Regions from separate parts of the Pan troglodytes genome. Here region 2 is linked to region 1. Evidence: chromatin contacts called from public HiChIP or PLAC-seq data. All regions are on one chromosome and are shown on one strand. The core of a region is the stretch at or near the end of the contact, and the rest is flanking DNA. Distances in the headings are between cores, read along the strand shown.

Region 1 (2,861 bases), core at 111-2,610:
AGGAGTGGTGGTAGTGATGGTAGGGCAGGAGTGGGGCAAGGTGGGGAATAGGTCTCCATATTCTGGATGTCTGGGTTCTATTCTGCTACCGCTCAAACACTGTGTAATCTTGGGCAAGACAATTAGTCTCTCTATCAGTTTCCCCATCTGTGAAATGGAAAGAATAATAGTACCCATTTTAGAGGGTTGTCATGAGGATTAAGTAACAGAATGGAAAGCGATTAGTATAGGGCTTGGCACCTACTCAATAAATGGCATCATCATCATCATCATCATCATTGCCTTAATCTGGTAGATTCATTCCCTCCAAACTCATCCATCCTCTCTCCACTCCGAACTTCTCCATATCCAAGGATGAGGGAGGTTCCTTCTTTTACGAGGTCTCTGTTCCAAACTTTCATTGTGAAGTCCACAGGAAGAGAGGGGGGCTGGTGAAGCCTCTATACACACATCCTTTCTCTTCCCAACCCCAGACCAGTCTCAGGGATGGCCTGAAGTGCTTGAAAAATCTACTATATACACAGCAGCTGCAGTAGCAACTATAGACAAGAGGGGGAAGCAGTGTGTCGGGAACAGCTCTGGGGTTTGGGTGTAGGACTTGGGAGAGAGGATAGGAAGGAGAGGGCTACTCAGAGCTGTGTGGTAAGAGTGCCCAGGGAGGGTAACAGTCTATCACCAAAACGTGTACCCATTGTCTGTGCCTTTCCCCACCCCAGAGAGTTCTTATCTCCTCAGTGATGTTTGTAGGGTCTATTACACTACCCTGAGGTCTAATCCCTCTGGTGGGACCCTTCCCCACTTGATGAGGTCTGCACCTTCTCAGTGATGTCCACTCCCACAGTGTAGTTGGCAGCTCCTCACTGGAGTTTGAGTCCTCTGGTAGGGTCCACGTCTCCTTAGTAAAGTCTATATCCTCTGTATCTCTTAGGGGAAATCCATGTCTCCTCACTAGGGTAAGTGCCCTTCAAAGCCATTCATGTCCTATTAGCAGGGCCCAGGGCCCTTCAGTCAGATCTGAGAACCCCCAGCAACATCTGTGCTCCCTTAGTGGAGTCCATGTACTGTCAGTGAAGTGTGTGTCCCTTCGGTGCAGTGAATATCTCCTTGATGAAAGTATCTGACCCCTTGGTGGGGTCTATGTCCACCCCAAGAGGTCTGTACTCCTTCAGTGGGCCCTGAGATTCCCGCCCTCCTCGGGATTGGGCAGACTCTCGGTCTCCCATAGAGAGATTTTTTTTTCAGCTTAGGGTGTGCAAGGTTTACGGTCAGCTGGGCAAAGAGCAGGGAAGTAGCTGGGAAGGGAGGCTGGGCTAGATGGCATCACAAGGCCTGTGTAGGCTTCAGGAGGTGGGAGCTGCCCGCTTCAGGCCTCAGAATCACTCTTGGAGTTAGATATTTAAGAATCCTTCCTGCCTTGACAGCCAGTCTGTGAAATGATGGTGAGGTGGGCACTTCTTCGTGGTGAGTGCAGGTGAGAGATGGAGGAGGGTCCTGCCTGACTTCTTTCTGGGGTGGAGGGGCTAGAGAGAAGCTAGAGGTAATTAAGCCCAGGTTGTGGTGGTGGTGGTGGGGGTTTCCCTTGGTGGAGTAAAGAGATTGTGAAGGAAAGAAGAGAATGTGGGCCAGGTGTGGTGGCTCACGCCTGTAATCCTAGCACTTTGGGAGCCCAAGGCGGGCAGATCACCTGAGGTCAGGAGTTCAAGACCAGCCTGGACAACATGGTGAAATCCCATCTCTACTAAAAATACAAAAATTAGCTGGGCGTGGTGGTGTGCACCTGTAATTCCAGCTACTCGGGAGGCTGAGGCAGGAGAATTGCTTGAATCCAGGAGGCAGAGGTTGCAGTCAGCCGAGATCGTGCCATTGCACTCCAGCCTGGGCGACAGAGCGAGAGACTCCATCTCAAAACAAAAACAACAACAATAAAGAGAATGTGAATGATTTTTCCTATTTGCACAGACTTTGATATTTTACAAGCCTTAGCTTCAAGCCTGACGAGGAAGTAAAACCAAATCTGGAGTCAAAGAACCTAGCTTTGGCCCTAACTTGGTCGTTATTTGCTCTCTGACTGTGCACCAGTTCCTTCCCTTTCCTGGGTTTGCCATTTGTGCAATTAGGAGGTGGGCTTATTACAAAAAACCTGAAGGTGTCTCCTAGTCTTCACTTATTGAGTCTTGTACTTTAGATCTGGATGGAGATTTGTGAAGGCAAGGAGATTGAAGACATGTCCTCATAAGAGGGAGAAAATCTGAGCTGGTTCCAGGGTGAACAGAGAGGAGATGCTGTCGCCAGAGCATGCCCTCAAGGTCATGGGAGAAGTTTTTCCGGAGGACGGGAATGTGGGTGTGGCTGAGAGAGGGGGGACCTGGAGGGAAGGGTGTCACCTGGAAGGAACTGGTGATAGGACTGTGCAATCAGATCACGGGGCGGCTCCGCGATGGACCTTACTCAACTCCTCTCCTTAGTCCATCCCTTTCCCTTTCGATCCTTGCCCTAACCCAACCCCTTATCTGTCACTCCAAGACCCCACCCCACTCTGGTCACTCCATGGCTCTGCCTCCTCTCCTGTCACAACCAGCCGGGTTACTCCCCATCACTCCATGGGCCCACCTCCTCTCCTGTCCCGCCTGGCCCCGCCCCTCCCTTGGCACTCCACGGTTCCACCCTCTCCCTTGTCACACCCTGCCCCGCCCCTTCTGCTTTCACTCGACGGCGTCACTCCTTCCGGCAAGTCAGCTCCACCCCTATCCCTCGACTTTTCCTTATAGTATTTCTGTCCTTGCTAACCTCGATCCCTCCCCAGCCAGACATGGCCCCGCCCCCTCTGGCACCGCCCACCCGCCAGACTAAGCCACTCCCCC
Region 2 (2,861 bases), core at 247-2,746, 220 kb after region 1:
GGCCTGACTCCAGAGTCCCTCTTAACCATGACGCTCTACACTAGCAAACCAGATATAGTCTCTGCACCCGCTGGAACTCAGCCTAATGTGGGAGACGGGCGAGAAAAAGGCAGACAACAAAGAAATACGAAATTATAGACTAAGAAAGTAATGTAAACGAAACGAATTCGCGGCTGTGACAGAATAACAATGGGGACCTACTTTAGAAAGGGGAAGGAAAGAGTGTCAAGGAAAGGCCTGAGAAAATGACATTTATGAAACGCTTGGGAACCGTTTGGGGGCTGCAATGATGACCCCCTCCCCCACGCCCAATACACGGGATAAACTCGAGGCCCACAGAGGCTAAAACAAACACGACAGGGTCCCCCAGACGTGTAGACGTGGCGCAAAGAAGGGAGGATCCAGAAACTGGGCCCAGGGTTCGTACACGCCATCAGTGTCCACAGCAGCCCAGCCCCGCTCGGCCCCTGACAAGGGACATCAAGCCAGCTGCTTCCCACGGCCCCGCTGCGGCTGAGAGCGTCCGGGCAGCTCACAGGGAGGCCTTGCGGCCAGCCAAAAGGGCTTTGGCCCGTCCAGCGGCAGCCTGGAAAGGCCTCTTCCCCGGCCCCCCGCCAGCTCCCGCCTGGTCCGCCCCGCCCCGCCCCTCCTGGTCCAGCCTCGTACCTGCACCGCCCGGACCAGGCCCCGGCCAGTCAGCTGGCCCTGCCGCAGCTGCAGCAGAATGTTACCAGGCCGCGGCCGGCCGCCCCATCCGCCCCAAGCCGCCACTGTGGCTGCCGACCGTCTCCCTCGACCGGCTCCAGACCCAGCCGCTACCGGCGCCGCCGCCATGTCTCCTCGTCGGACAAACAGGAAGCAGGCGGCCTCGGGGCCGCGGAGATTTCTACGGGGCGGCGGAGGGGTCGCCGCAGCGCCCCCAGTGGGCCGTCGGCGGAGGCGCAAGCCGCGTGGCAGGGACCGTGCGCGGCGTGGAGGCTACTGGGAATTGTAGTCTTGCGCGGCAGCGGGGTAGGTGGGAAAAGAGATGTGGCCTTTCCTGCACTGCCGGTTTCTCTGGCCCCCGGGCCCAGCATTTCGGCGAAATCTCCCAAGGTCCACATTCTCCCATTTCTCTCGCCGATTTGGGCAGGATGCAGGCAGCTGGCCAAGAAATGATCCTGGGCTTCAGGTCAGGAGTCAGGCCCTCGAGTCCGCTTCCTGCCTGCTTCTTTCTACACGTGACTCACCGCGGACGTCGACCAAGTCATCGCGCTCTGCCACTGCGCCTGTGTCCTCGTCAGGTCACTCCATCTATAGATTCTGGGAGCCTGATCAATCGTAGTTCCTGGGGCTTTCTCTGCGCCCGACACCAAACCATGTCTAGGGGAAAGGGAGGGTGTCTGGGATACAGTGGTGAGCAGAACGGCCTGGGATCCTTTATCACGAAATGCAGGTTACAGGGGAAGACAGCAGATCCATACACAAAGAAACGCAGTCTCAAACTGGATAAGTTGTGTAACTGGATAGGTTGTTGTGAAATTAAATAATGGAAGGGAAAGGGATTAGTAAATTGTGACATCATATTCTCTGTCAGATGAAAACCCTGTCCTAATTTCTATCCACCAGCTAGCATGTTATCTCTACCATGACCCCAAATACTCATTTTTTCAGCTAACTTCTGTGGCAGGATGGCACTGACTCCCCCCACCCAACACACACACACTTTTTCCCTTCCTAGCAGGGGGCCTGTAATAAAAATGAAAGAGGAGAGCTAAGTGTGATAAGTGTGATATAACAGGGAATGGTGAAGATTGTGACTCATAACTAAGATGACTGTAACTTACTGCTCAAACCAGAACACTTTAAAGAATGAAAAGACACAATAAATAATTACACCGGGACGGTAGGCATGAAAGTGACTCTCCCAGGTGAACTGGCACTATGATTACCATCCTCACACCCCATCTAAAAGGAGTAGACTCACCATCCATCTTCATAGAACTAGAAAAAAGAATCCTAAAAATCATATGGAACCAAAAAAGAGCCTGCATGTCCAAAGCAAGACTAAGCAAAAAGAATAAATCTGGAGGCATCACATTACCTGACTTCAATCTATACTATAAGGCCATAGTCACCCAAACAGCATGGTACTGGTATAAAAATAGGCACATAGACCAATGGAATAGAATAGAGAACACAGAATAAAACCAAATACTTATAGCCAACTGATCTTCGATAAAGCAAACAAAAACATAAAGTGGGGAAAGGACACCCTATTCAACAGCTGGTGATAACTGGCAAGCCACATGCAGAAGAATGAAACTGGATCCTCATCTCTCACATTATACAAAAATAAACTCAGCCGGGCGCAGTGGCTCACACCTGTAATCCCAGTGGCTCACACCTGTAATCCCAGCACTTTGGGAAGCCGAGGTGGTCAGATCATGAGGTCAGGAGTTCGAGACCAGCCTGGCCAACATGGTGAAACCCCATCTCTACTAAAAATGCAAAAATTAGCTGGGCGTGGTGGCATGCACCTGTAGTCCCAGCTACTTGGGAGGCTGAGGCAGGAGAATCACTTGAACCCTGGAGACAGAGGTCACAGTGAGCCGAGATCACGCCACTGCACTCCAGTTTGATGACAGGATGAGACTCCATCTCAGAAAAAAAAAAAAATAGCCAAAGAAGTTACAGTCAGGAGATATTTTGTTCCCTATAGAAACTGAATATAACATCTTAAAATTTGTCCCTGAGTGTTGTTTCTTAGAAACTCAAACCCCCACCAAATGGATCTGCTGATCGGCAAACCTCAGATAAGGGAGAGCTGAGAACTAAACTTTTGACTTCTATATTTTGTTCTAAATTTCTTCCTAGGGGAC

The links. HiChIP or PLAC-seq counts read pairs in DNA pulled down with a chosen protein or histone mark.
Region 2: an H3K4me3 HiChIP or PLAC-seq map of stem cell-derived excitatory neurons shows a contact between it and region 1, with 4 times the contacts expected there. The contact joins the promoter of TRPC4AP here to the promoter of ACSS2 in region 1. A contact is called at or near these places in 1 of 7 Hi-C or Micro-C datasets (stem cell-derived neural progenitor cells) and 1 of 1 datasets of contacts at active chromatin or transcription factors (stem cell-derived excitatory neurons).

Annotation. Positions count from the first base shown.
Region 1 is chr21:41,110,372-41,113,232 of NHGRI_mPanTro3-v2.0_pri, forward strand. It overlaps ACSS2 (acyl-CoA synthetase short chain family member 2), which reads left to right and starts at 1,361. Exons shown (of 20, transcript XM_016937745.3): 1 at 1,361-1,461. The coding sequence starts at 1,434.
Region 2 is chr21:41,326,865-41,329,725 of NHGRI_mPanTro3-v2.0_pri, forward strand. It overlaps TRPC4AP (transient receptor potential cation channel subfamily C member 4 associated protein), which reads right to left and starts at 1,497. Exons shown (of 19, transcript XM_514600.9): 1 at 667-1,497. The coding sequence starts at 834.